4 separate regions of the Mus musculus genome follow, and all the other regions are linked to region 1. Evidence: chromatin contacts called from public HiChIP or PLAC-seq and promoter capture Hi-C data. All regions are on one chromosome and are shown on one strand. Each heading gives the region's core, a stretch centred on a gene start, on an enhancer-like site or on the middle of the called end of the contact. The rest is flanking DNA. Distances are from core to core; before and after follow the strand shown.

Evidence for each region. HiChIP or PLAC-seq counts read pairs in DNA pulled down with a chosen protein or histone mark. Capture Hi-C pulls out chosen DNA fragments and counts their contacts.
Region 2: a contact with region 1 is called in an HNF4G HiChIP or PLAC-seq map of pancreatic cancer cells. The contact joins the promoter of Npdc1 here to the promoter of Entr1 in region 1. A contact is called at or near these places in 1 of 39 promoter capture datasets (the SN4741 cell line) and 2 of 115 datasets of contacts at active chromatin or transcription factors (bone marrow-derived macrophages and pancreatic cancer cells).
Region 3: a contact with region 1 is called in a promoter capture Hi-C map of adipose tissue, with 2.6 times the contacts expected there. The contact joins the promoter of Abca2 here to the promoter of Entr1 in region 1. A contact is called at or near these places in 5 of 39 promoter capture datasets (the C10 cell line, embryonic stem cells, hippocampal neurons and 2 more) and 1 of 9 other capture datasets (adipose tissue).
Region 4: an HNF4G HiChIP or PLAC-seq map of pancreatic cancer cells shows a contact between it and region 1. The contact joins the enhancer-like site here to the promoter of Entr1 in region 1. A contact is called at or near these places in 9 of 39 promoter capture datasets (the 3T3-L1 cell line, the C10 cell line, the HPC-7 cell line and 6 more) and 1 of 115 datasets of contacts at active chromatin or transcription factors (pancreatic cancer cells).

Annotation. Positions count from the first base shown.
Region 1 is chr2:26,388,042-26,390,579 of GRCm38.p6, reverse strand. Entr1 (endosome associated trafficking regulator 1) reads left to right here and starts at 1,264. Exons shown (of 10, transcript NM_026563.3): 1 at 1,264-1,431; 2 at 1,515-1,664; 3 at 2,020-2,088. The coding sequence starts at 1,362. Pmpca (peptidase (mitochondrial processing) alpha) reads right to left here and starts at 1,232. Exons shown (of 13, transcript NM_173180.3): 1 at 1,148-1,232; 2 at 442-644; 3 at 270-349; 4 at 3-85. The coding sequence starts at 1,215.
Region 2 is chr2:25,401,788-25,404,325 of GRCm38.p6, reverse strand. Npdc1 (neural proliferation, differentiation and control 1) reads right to left here and starts at 1,276. Exons shown (of 9, transcript NM_008721.4): 1 at 961-1,276. The coding sequence starts at 1,072.
Region 3 is chr2:25,427,330-25,429,867 of GRCm38.p6, reverse strand. It overlaps Abca2 (ATP-binding cassette, sub-family A (ABC1), member 2), which reads right to left and starts at 1,269. Exons shown (of 49, transcript NM_001368624.1): 1 at 1,033-1,269. The coding sequence starts at 1,098.
Region 4 is chr2:25,533,134-25,535,671 of GRCm38.p6, reverse strand. All of the region lies in intron 4 of Traf2 (TNF receptor-associated factor 2), which reads left to right. Among named protein-coding and RNA genes, the nearest start is that of Traf2, 13 kb to the left of the region's middle. Within about 2 kb of position 1,266, at least 187 of the 459 cell types and tissues checked have an H3K27ac peak or open chromatin away from gene starts, as enhancers often do. A contact at or near this core is called in hematopoietic stem and progenitor cells, liver and pancreatic cancer cells, where this site is marked.

The sequences.
Region 1 (2,538 bases), core at 15-2,514:
ACCTTGAGGTCTGGCAGTCACAGATACCACCATGTTTTTCCAGCGTAAGCAGGATTTCGTCTTTGCTGTCAAATCGAGCAGTGGACTATAAAAATAATTAAGCTTAAGTAAATAACCCAAAATCCATTAAGTGTACATTTGCTTTCAAACACACAAAATCATGTCAGAAGTCTTTTGTGAGCACCAACTTCATATTCAGATCCTTAACTAATACAAGTTCTTAAAAAGGAAAACTGAAAACTTATAAAAATTACAAATTAGACACTGACCGAAAATGCCAATTTTTCCAAAAAATGAGCTATTCCACTAAGATATTTCGCTTCATATCGTGATCCTGAATTAATAAGAACTGGTAATAAAAAGAAAATGGACAGGTTAAGCCAAATATTCAAAACATTTAATCAACAGAAAGTTTTCAAAACAATGGCCAATAGAACTTACTTCCTACGGTACAGAATTGTCCAAACTTATTTTGAGATGCCACACGAAGCCCATTGTCCAGAGTGGTAACTTTGGTTTCAAACTTTTCCTGTCCATCAACTGTTGCAAAAATAGGCTTGGGTACTCCAGGCAAGGGAGAAGAGAGGGGGATGTTGGGGTAGGTGGCACCACTGCTGAACCGTCTGTGTGCAGGAGATCCAAACCTACAGCAGAGCAGCAAAATATTTAGTCTTATTTTATGTCACGGATGTATGTTCATCACAGGCATGCCCGTTGTCCATGGAGGTCAGAAGAGGGCTTTGGATCCCCTGGATAGTGGAGTTATAGATAGATGGTTGTGAGCCACCAAATGGGCGCTGGTAGCCAAACCCAGGGGAAGCAGTCAGTAGGCCTAACTACTGAGCCATCTCTTCGACCCCGGTCTTTGGGGCTTCACTGTCCACTCTGATCAGCAGGCTGCGTGAGAAACGAGTTCCTGTGCATATGGGCCTGGGCAAGCCCGGCCCCTCAGGGCTTCGCTTTGGTCTAAAGGCTCCAGCCGAGGGACTCTGCCGACCACTCCCAACCAGGTTCCAGTCCCCAGCTCCTTCTCCAGGCCCAAGGCGCCTGTGCTCTGATCCAGAGGCCCATTCTTCTCTTCCAGTTCCCCCCGGTACCAACTCCCCCGAGTCCTCCCTTCCTCGCACCGAGACAGGCCTCGGCTCACCTGGGCCGCGCGCACAGCACCGCAGATCCCCGAAGCAGCCGCGCAGCCGCCCACACTGCCGTCGCCATCGCGCCGCCGCGCTTCTGCGGTCACTTCCGCTTCCGACCCCGCCCCGCGGCGTTCGGCGCTGGCTTCCGGCCCGCCGAGCCGGATGAGGCAGGGGCCGGCGACTGCCTTGCGGGCCATGGGGCCGCGGCCGGGTTAGGGCGCGGCGATGTCGGGCTACGCGCGGCGGCAGGGCGCGCCCCCTCTATCGCGGACGCGGAGCCTTGTGGTTCCCGACGGTGAGCGGCGCGCGGCTGGGGCAGGGCCGGGGGGCGCGGGCGGCGGCGGCCCGCGGTGAAGCCGCTCTCGTTGTCGCTTACAGCTCCTGCGTTCTATGAGCGCCGGTCTTGTCTCCCCCAGCTAGACTGTGAGCGCCCCCATGGCGGGGACCTGCACCCCCATCTCTTCGGCTTTCGGCCGACGTTTATGTGCTATGTGCCCAGCCCGGTGCTGGCTTCGGTAGGAGACACAGGTGAGAGTCGGTCGGGGCGCCGGCCACAGTGCGGAGCTGGGCAGCGCGGGGAGCCCTCCCCACAGCCCGCCCGCCCGCCTCAAGGCAGGAAGGTAGTGCCTGGTGGAGCTCGGAGGCCACTTAAGCCCACCGGCTTGGGCAAGGCCAGGGGCTGGACCTAGCGGGTCTGCGTTCCACCTGCAGCTGCTCTTAGAGCGCGCAGGGATGTGTAGTTTACCGCATCCAGCCTCAGAAGACAGCTTTCTAGTCCCAGACTCAGTGGGAGTCAGGCGTCTGCGGTCTTCACCTCCCTGGACAAACGCTGCAGTCATAAGGCTTGCTGTGATCACGGTGAGCTGACCATGTCTTTTTGCAGGTTTTGGCTATGGAAAGGGGAAATGTACTAACCAAGGTCCTTCGGGAGCCCCTGAGACGCGCTTTGGAGGTAGAGTAGCTCAGTGGGTCTTCTTTCCCTCTTAGACTCAGTGCCTGGCAGGGGTCTGGCCATGGGCTTTCAGGATGACAGGGTTTAAGGGGTATATACCTGGAGCCCAAAAGAGCAGTGGAGCCGGGCAGTGGTGGCGCACGCCTTTAATCCCAGCACTTGGGAGGCAGAGGTAGGCGGATTTCTGAGTTCGAGGTCAGCCTGGTCTACAGAGTGAGTTCCAGGACAGCCAGGGCTACACAGAGAAACCCTGTCTTGAAAAACCAAGAAAAAGAAAAAAGCGACATAAGATGTAGGTGTTATGAGACCCACATAAGCAACTGAGTCTGATAGGTGTGGAGGTAGAGGCTGGTCAACTAGGGTAGTTGGAGAGAAGGTCAGAGGAAGGGATGGCATAGAGCAGTTCCTGAGATGCACTGTGGCATCTCAGCAGCTTTGAATCGCCTACAG
Region 2 (2,538 bases), core at 27-2,526, 990 kb after region 1:
CAGTCACCTCTCCATGCCCTCAGCTTCCTCATCTGTAAGCTGGGCTCAAAGCAGCTCCCACACATAGTTCCAGAAGAACTCAGTGAACATATGGGCAACCTCTCCCACTTCACTCCCCTCGGGGAGATACAATTTGGATCCTGTGGCTTCAGGACCCATCTGTCAAGAATGTTCTCCCAGAGCCAGGCAGTAGTGGTGAATGCCTTTAATCCCAGCACTTGGGAGGCAGAGGCAGGCATTGAGGCCAGCCTGGTCTACAGAGTGAGATCAGGACAGCCAGGCTATACAGAGAAACCATCTCGAAAAAAAAGAGAAAATGTTCTCCCAGTCAGGGAGTCACACTCTTCTAAACAGTCACTACACAGACCTCAGACCAGAGGACAGTGGTGCATGTCCTTCAGGGCAGGGGATGGGGCAGCTTGACCCCACTAAGTTGGAACAAGACCCTAGACCTGGAACCCTTAAGACCTTCCATGGGAACCCCTCTACACACACACACACACACACACACACACACACACACACACACACACACACGAACGAACGACAGGGCTGACATGCAAGGCCCACAGACCCCAAGAACAACCCTGCCAACGGGAAGCCCCAGAGACACACAAACAAAGACACAGGATCCCACTTATGGGCCACCAGAAACCAGATGGCTGCAGACCCAAAGACACACACCAGACTGATTCAGGGACCCAGAGACAAAGACCCAAAGCGCGTGAAATCTACATTCGCCTCCAAGGACCTGAGAGAAGATTCATCTAGCATGGCCTTCAACGGGCCTGACCTGTTTACCCAATCCATGCCCAGCGGACCGGGCCTGCCTGGCCTGTGGGCCTGGGTAAGGCCGGGGCGGTGGCAGGGAAAACCAGGGCGGCGCCGGGGGCAGGATTCTCCGCCCCGCAATCCCAGCCCCGGAGCACCCAACAGCCTGCGCCCAGAGCGCTCGCTCACCCGGGCGGCGGGCGGTGGCACCATTCAGGGCCGCTCCCAGGATGAGGCCGGAGAGCAGCAGCCGTAGCAGCCGCAGGTGCCGCGGGGAAGGCGGAGGGACGGGCGTCGCCATGCTTCAGCGCCGCTACCCGGGCAGCATGGCACCCCACGGCCCCGGGCTCGGTACCCACTCCGGGAACTGCGACTGGAGAAGCCGGGAAGCGAGAGGGGCGGAGGAGGAAGAGGAAAAGAGGAGGCGGTGGCGCTGACGTTGCGGCAATGGATCCGGGATGGGATGGAGGCGCGGCGGCCAGAGAAAAGTGTCGGGAGTGCGCCTGCGCGCTCCACCTGCGGGGGCGGGACATCTCCTCTAGTCTGAGCCCCCTCCCTCTGCATCCTGTTGGGGGGTCCCCTTTTGTCAGGCGTCTGAGTGCTTCGGGCCCTCTAGCCTCTACAGCAGAATGCCTCCTCATTCATTACCCAAGAATCTGACTTGGAATTGACTAACGGTGGGCGTCCCAGGATGCACGCCTTCTTCTTAGTGGTCCGACTGCCAAACCCTCACCACTCACCCTGTTAGAATGGAGGACCTTAGACTAGGGGAACACCAGGGACAAATCCTGGCTATGTAGACTAGGCTGACTGTTGCAGGTTTGCAAAATGTATCCCACAAAGGATAAAGAGGTGTATAGAGATATACAGGTGTACTCAGAGACGTGCCCGGGCTTTCTAAAACCAGGAAGAAAAGCATACAAGAGGCTCACAAGATCAAGCCAGACTCGCTCCCGAATGGTACCACCAGGGGGCGAGAGTAACTTGACGTAGTTGACAGTTGTCTGGGAGCTGTCCAAGGTGGTCATGATCCCAGGTAATGGCTTTCAGCTCCCTTGAGTCACACAACATGGAACATGCATGGTGCCTGGTGATCACCATTCATGTGCAGTCCCCTTTGAGCACACTCCACCCCCGCCAGAGACCTCCCCCTGGTTGAGTCATGAAGGCAATGTTGAAGATCAGTGTGGTGGTTCCTGCCTTTAATCCCATCTCTCAAGATGCTGAGACCAGCCTAGTCTACATATCGAGTTCCAGGACAGTCATGAATATATAATGAGACCCTATCTTAAGAATGAAAAACAGGCCTGGACGATGGTGGTGCACTCGGAGGCAGAAGCAAGCAGATCTCTGTAAGTTCAAGGCCAGCCAGGTCTACAAAGTAAGTTCCAGGACAACAGCCAAGGTTACACAGAGACCCTTGTCACATGCAAAAAACACAAACACCACACACAGAGAAAAGAACAAGGTTGAGTTCCTCAGCCCTCCACTTCTTCCCGTCCTTCAGGCTCACAAACTTAAAGAGGAGGCTGTCAGTGCAGGTTTATACATTTATCAAATGATTCTCTCTCTCTCTCTCTCTCTCTCTCTCTCTCTCTCTCTCTCTCTCTCTGTGCGCGCGCGTGCGTGCGCGCATGCGCTCACTAGCGGCTACCATCCCAACCCAGCCCTCAAGAGGCATTGACTGAACAGAAATAGTCTGAGCTAATTTTCCATAAAAGAAGCAAGGGAGAAGTCCACGCTTTTTTTTTTTCCCGAGACAGGGTT
Region 3 (2,538 bases), core at 20-2,519, 960 kb after region 1:
CAAAGAACATAGGTGGAGTGTTGCTGCCCAAGGGGTCCCTGGGTATGAGCTGGTTAAGGCCCTTCTTTTAGGTCCTGCACTCTCTTGTCTCCATCCTGGAAAATCCCAAGGGCCCTCGGACACTCTTGCTGGCCCAGGACTCTCTGGATGCCCTTGCTCTTCCAGGGACTGGGATGAAAACCAACACTGCAAACGCCATCCGTGCCTGGCATCCTGCTCCTCACACAGGACTCGTACCCCAACACTCTTTATACCCTGCCTGGCCTAGACAGGTACTAAGAAGCTCAGCAGAACCCAGCCCCAAGAGAGGCCCAAGGCAGGAGAAATCAGAGGAGCAGCCTCAGGAGAAACTGGCCCCAAAGGGTGCTGGGATTTAACAGGTTGAGTCCACACAACAAGGACATTCCCAGGGATGAGAAAGCAGGAGTAAGGGTTGTGACTTGCCAGGATGGGTTAGGAAAGGAGATGAAGGGAGGAGAAGGTGGTGGTGGTGGTGGTGGTGGTAGTGGTGGAGGAAGAGGAGGAGGAGGAGGAAGAGGAGGAGGGCGGTAGCAGCGGCGGCGAAGGCTGTTTGGTACCAGCTTCAGCCTAAGGTGCTTGCCCAAGGGCAGAGTACCAGTAAAGGGAATGAAAAGACAGGTTCCTATGGGGGCCCCAGAGATGATGGGACCAGGGCTCTGAGTCCCTAAGCTGAATGGTGTGTCCCAGCTAGCGCTCTGGACCAGGAACCTGCACCTAGCTCTAGCTGAAGTCCAGGGACCACCTGCCCCCACCCCAGCCTGCCAGAAAGCGCTGCGGAGGGCGCCGGCCCGTGACTCAGCCGTGCGCTGCGAGTGTCAGCGGACCAGGGCACAGCCGAACCCACTGCCGGAGGCCCGGAAGCCCGCGGAATCGTCCGGCCCCGAACAGGGTCTCCGGTGGCGCCCTCCCGGGGTCTGCGCGCGCCTGGACACTGCACGTGCACGCGGAGAGCGCACCGGCAAATTGGGCGCGCGGCCTGCGAGCCCCTAAGGGCGGGCGCGGCTCGCTCACCGGGCTCCGGCGCTTCAGCGTCACGTTCTTCCAGAGCAGCAGCTGCAGCTGGTGCAGGAAGCCCATGGCCGGGCCGCGCTCCGCCGCTTCAGCGCCGCGGCCCTGTCCTCTGCGCGCCCCGCCGGGCCCCGCTGCCGGCCGCGCCGCTCGGCATCGCCCGCGCGGGGGCGGGGCGCTCGAGAGTCCAGGACCTGCTGCTCGCAGGCTCCGCCCCGGCGGCCGCAGCTACAGAGACTCGTCGCGCCCGCGCCCGTCGCCCCCACTTAAAGGCGTCTCTGCGCCCGGGTAGCCGCCAGGGGGCGCCCGCGCCCGCCTGCACCTGCGCACAGCACTAGGCCTCGCTGCTCACTGGACCCATAATGCAGTGTTTCCAAGATCCCTCACAGCCCCCATCTAAACCAAGATCCCGGCTCGCACCTTTCCGAGGTCTAGGGAGAACGCAGGTACCCTATGCTTCTCCCAGGAGATTCCAAATATGAGTCTCCAATTGAGAGATTTACGCAGAGGGGTACCCAAGGTGTTTACTGTCCTGTTTGGAAAACTGAAGGAGGCTTGGTCACCATTAGATTGACCCTCCTCACTTGTAGAGACAGGAAGCAGGGTCAGTCACTCATTTAGAGGAGAGACATTGGTCCGTTAGGAGAATCCCATCGCGGCTTGAGGTGCAACAACACGATGTGACTTAGATATTTTAAAGAGGAGCCTGATGAGAGGGACTGCGGTAGTTCGACCACCTTCACAAAAGCATTCTGTGTTCCTCATAGACGAGCCACCACCTGCTGATGAAATGGCGTTTACCTAGATTATCAAAATGCAGAGCAACAGCAGGTCATGGCAGATTTACCTTTAACCCAGCGCTCAGCTCAGGGAGGCAGAGAAAAGCAGATCTTTGTGAGTTCAAGTCCACACTGGTCTACATAGAGAGACCATATCTCAATAAAATAAATAATAGAGAGCAACCACGCACGTGTAATCCCAGCATCAAAAAGGCAGAGGCAGAAGGGATGAAGTATTCAAGGTCATCCTTGGTTATATAGAGAATTCAAAGCTAGCCTGCGCAACATGAGACCCTGTCCAAAATACTCTCTCTCTCTCTCTCTCTCTCTCTCTCTCTCTCTCTCTGCAGGTGGAGACAGCTGTTTTGAGGTCCAGGGTATCATCCAAACACATTTCTTACATAGTTTTAACTGAATTTAGAACACGTAAGGTGCATATGCCTGGGGTCACTGCAGTCCACCTGCGATTTCCATGCAGGTGAGGCAGATGCCCAGCGGGCAGGGCAGCAGAAATGCTTACCAGGTATGAAGAGCTAGACACACCACGTGAAGGGCTGGGTGTGCATAACCGGAAACTGCTACAGGTCAGAGAGCCCTAATTCTGACCTGAGAAAGTTAGGTTTATATTCAAAATGATGCTGAGACATCACAACTGTGAAAATTTACCACAGTCATCCATTGTGACTACCAGATCAGGCCTCCCTGCTCTAGCCAGACTGCACAAAAGGGG
Region 4 (2,538 bases), core at 17-2,516, 850 kb after region 1:
GAAGCTGCAGCTTTTAAGCTCAGTGGGAGTCTGTGGTGTATATCATACCCACCAGGGATTTCTCTATTGTTATTTGTTTTCTATTTCTTTTGAGTCAGTCTTTTTTTTTTTTGTTTTTGTTTTTTGTTTTGTTTTTCGAGACAGGGTTTCTCTGTATAGCTCTGGCTGTCCTGGAGCTCACTTTGTAGACCAGGCTGGCCTCGAACTCAGAAATCCGCCTGCCTCTGCCTCCCGAGTGCTGGGATTAAAGGCGTGCATCACCACACTCGGTGTGAGTCAGTCTTTCTATAGCCCTGTTGTCCTGGAATTCAGAGATCCACTTGCCTCTGCCTCTTGAGTTCTGGGATTAAAGATGTGCACTACCCTGCCTCACTCACAAGAGTTTTCTTGCTGTGAATTGTGTTGACTCTGGAAGTTATTTAACTAATGGGTATATTTGTTTTGGTCACAGAAAGTCATCTAGAAGGCCAGAGGAAGAGGTGGTCTATGAAAGGGGCCAGTGTAGTGTGGACATTAGCATGAGCTTTTTTTTTTTTTTTTTTTTTTTTTTTAGTATGTCACCTTTAGGCATCTTGAGTTAAACCTGCATTACAGAGGCCACGTGGTTAAGTGACACTCCTCCAGTCTACCAAGTTTCTCATTCCTCTTGTTGCTTTAGTCAACAACCTTCAAAGAAGTTTTTGATTCCGCTGGACATGGTGATGCACACCTATAATCCCTATTCTTAGAAGGCTGAGACAGGAGGACCATGTGTTCAGAGGTGGCCCAGGCTGCTAGTGAGGCCTTGTCTTTCCTATGCCTGCCTCTTGTGTCTGGCTATATGTCCCGTGACCTGTTGACTGGTCACACTTTAGGTTTCAGTCTCTAGCTGAGCAGTTTGGGCTTCACTTGGGTGAACAAGAAACTCATTTTTTTCAAGCATGGTGTCAGGACCTGATCAAGAGTCATAGTCCACACTGTATCCTTAAAATGAAATGCTTAGTGCTGCCTGTGAAAGAGACGGCTCCTAGGGAAGTGACATGCTTGGTGTATTGGGTGGATGCAGGAAAATGTGGGTGTAGGGCATGGTGGCCTATAGAACCTGTTTGCTCTTGAAGGTGTTTTGAGAGACCCCTGGGGCAAGTGGAATAATTCTTCCCAGGCCTGTGGTAGGCTTTAGATTCCCCCAAGATTTCTGTTGCTTCCAGGCCTGTGGTACTGTAGGTCAGTGACTGTGTGGGCCTCTGACTGATGGCCAGGAACTGCAGCCAGGCCATGGGCTTGGTGCCATGTGGCTTTGTAGGCATGCAGAGTGGAAAGTCCCTGGCTGCACCCTTTGAGAGCTCTGGAAAGTCCCTGAGATGAGTTGGGTTTGGTCACATGGGAGGGCAGGCACAGCTCAGCCTTAGCTGATTTTATTGATAAAAACTTGTCGCTGGTGGCAAATGTCACAAGCCAGAGAAGAAATTACACCCTCTTTGTGCAGTCATCACCACAGATAATCCTCTCTTCTGCCTGTCACAAATCTCTTTATTTCTTAGCTTTCACTGGAACTAAGGTTGTAACTAAAACATTTTTTTTATGGTTTGAATTATTTAAAATGTTTGAAAGATGGGAAAAAAATCCTGCTTAGCCTTTGGCTCTGTTTTCCTTTATGATAATGTCTTTCATTCTGAAGATGAATTGAAAGCTGTATTAAAGTCTGTTGTCCTGAAGGCAAAGCCTGGTACTGCACTAGGGAAAGCAAAGGCTGCCAGATCTCTGTGAGTTCCAGGCCAGCCTGGTCCCCACATAGTGAGTTCCAGGCCAGCCAGGCTACAGATTCCAGGGAACAGCTGAAACTGGGAAGGCAGGTGTGCCAGTCGGCATGGCCTCATCGTGGACTTGCTTTTCACATTTATTTATTTTATGTGTATGGGCTTTTATCTGTATATGTATATGTGCATCACTTGCATACCTGGTGCCCAAAGAGGGACTAGAAGAGGGCACTGGCTCCCTTAGAACTGGACTTAAGGTTGGCTGTGAGCCACCATGTGGGAGCTGGGAGTTGAACCTGAGTCTGCTGCAAGAGCAACAAGTGCTTCTAACCACTGAGCTCTCTCTCCAGCCCATCATTATAGTCTACATAGTGAATTCCAGACCAGGCAAAGTTATATAGTGAGACCCTTTCTCAACCACACCCATCCACCCCACCCCCCAAAATTTCAGTTTTAACAACTATATTTTCTTAAAATGTTAAATTTGAATTCTGCTTGAATAAATGCTGATAGATTTAGATTGTGTCTGCTAGGGGAGTTTGAGCTTTGTCTTTGTTGCCTGAATGTGTTGTTACAAGTGTGTCTTCTGTAATCCTTTATGGTCAGGACCTGAGGACAAGCATTCATTCCCTGGTCTCCCCCAGGACTCATCTAAAAAAGTCAGGTACGGCAGCATACGCCTGTAATCTCAAAGTTGGAGAAGCAGAGACAGGAACATCTCTGGGGTTTGGTGGCCTGCCAGCCTGGAGTATTGAGTGAATATTCAAGTCACTCTCAGGTTCTGAGTTTAGCTGGGATTTGA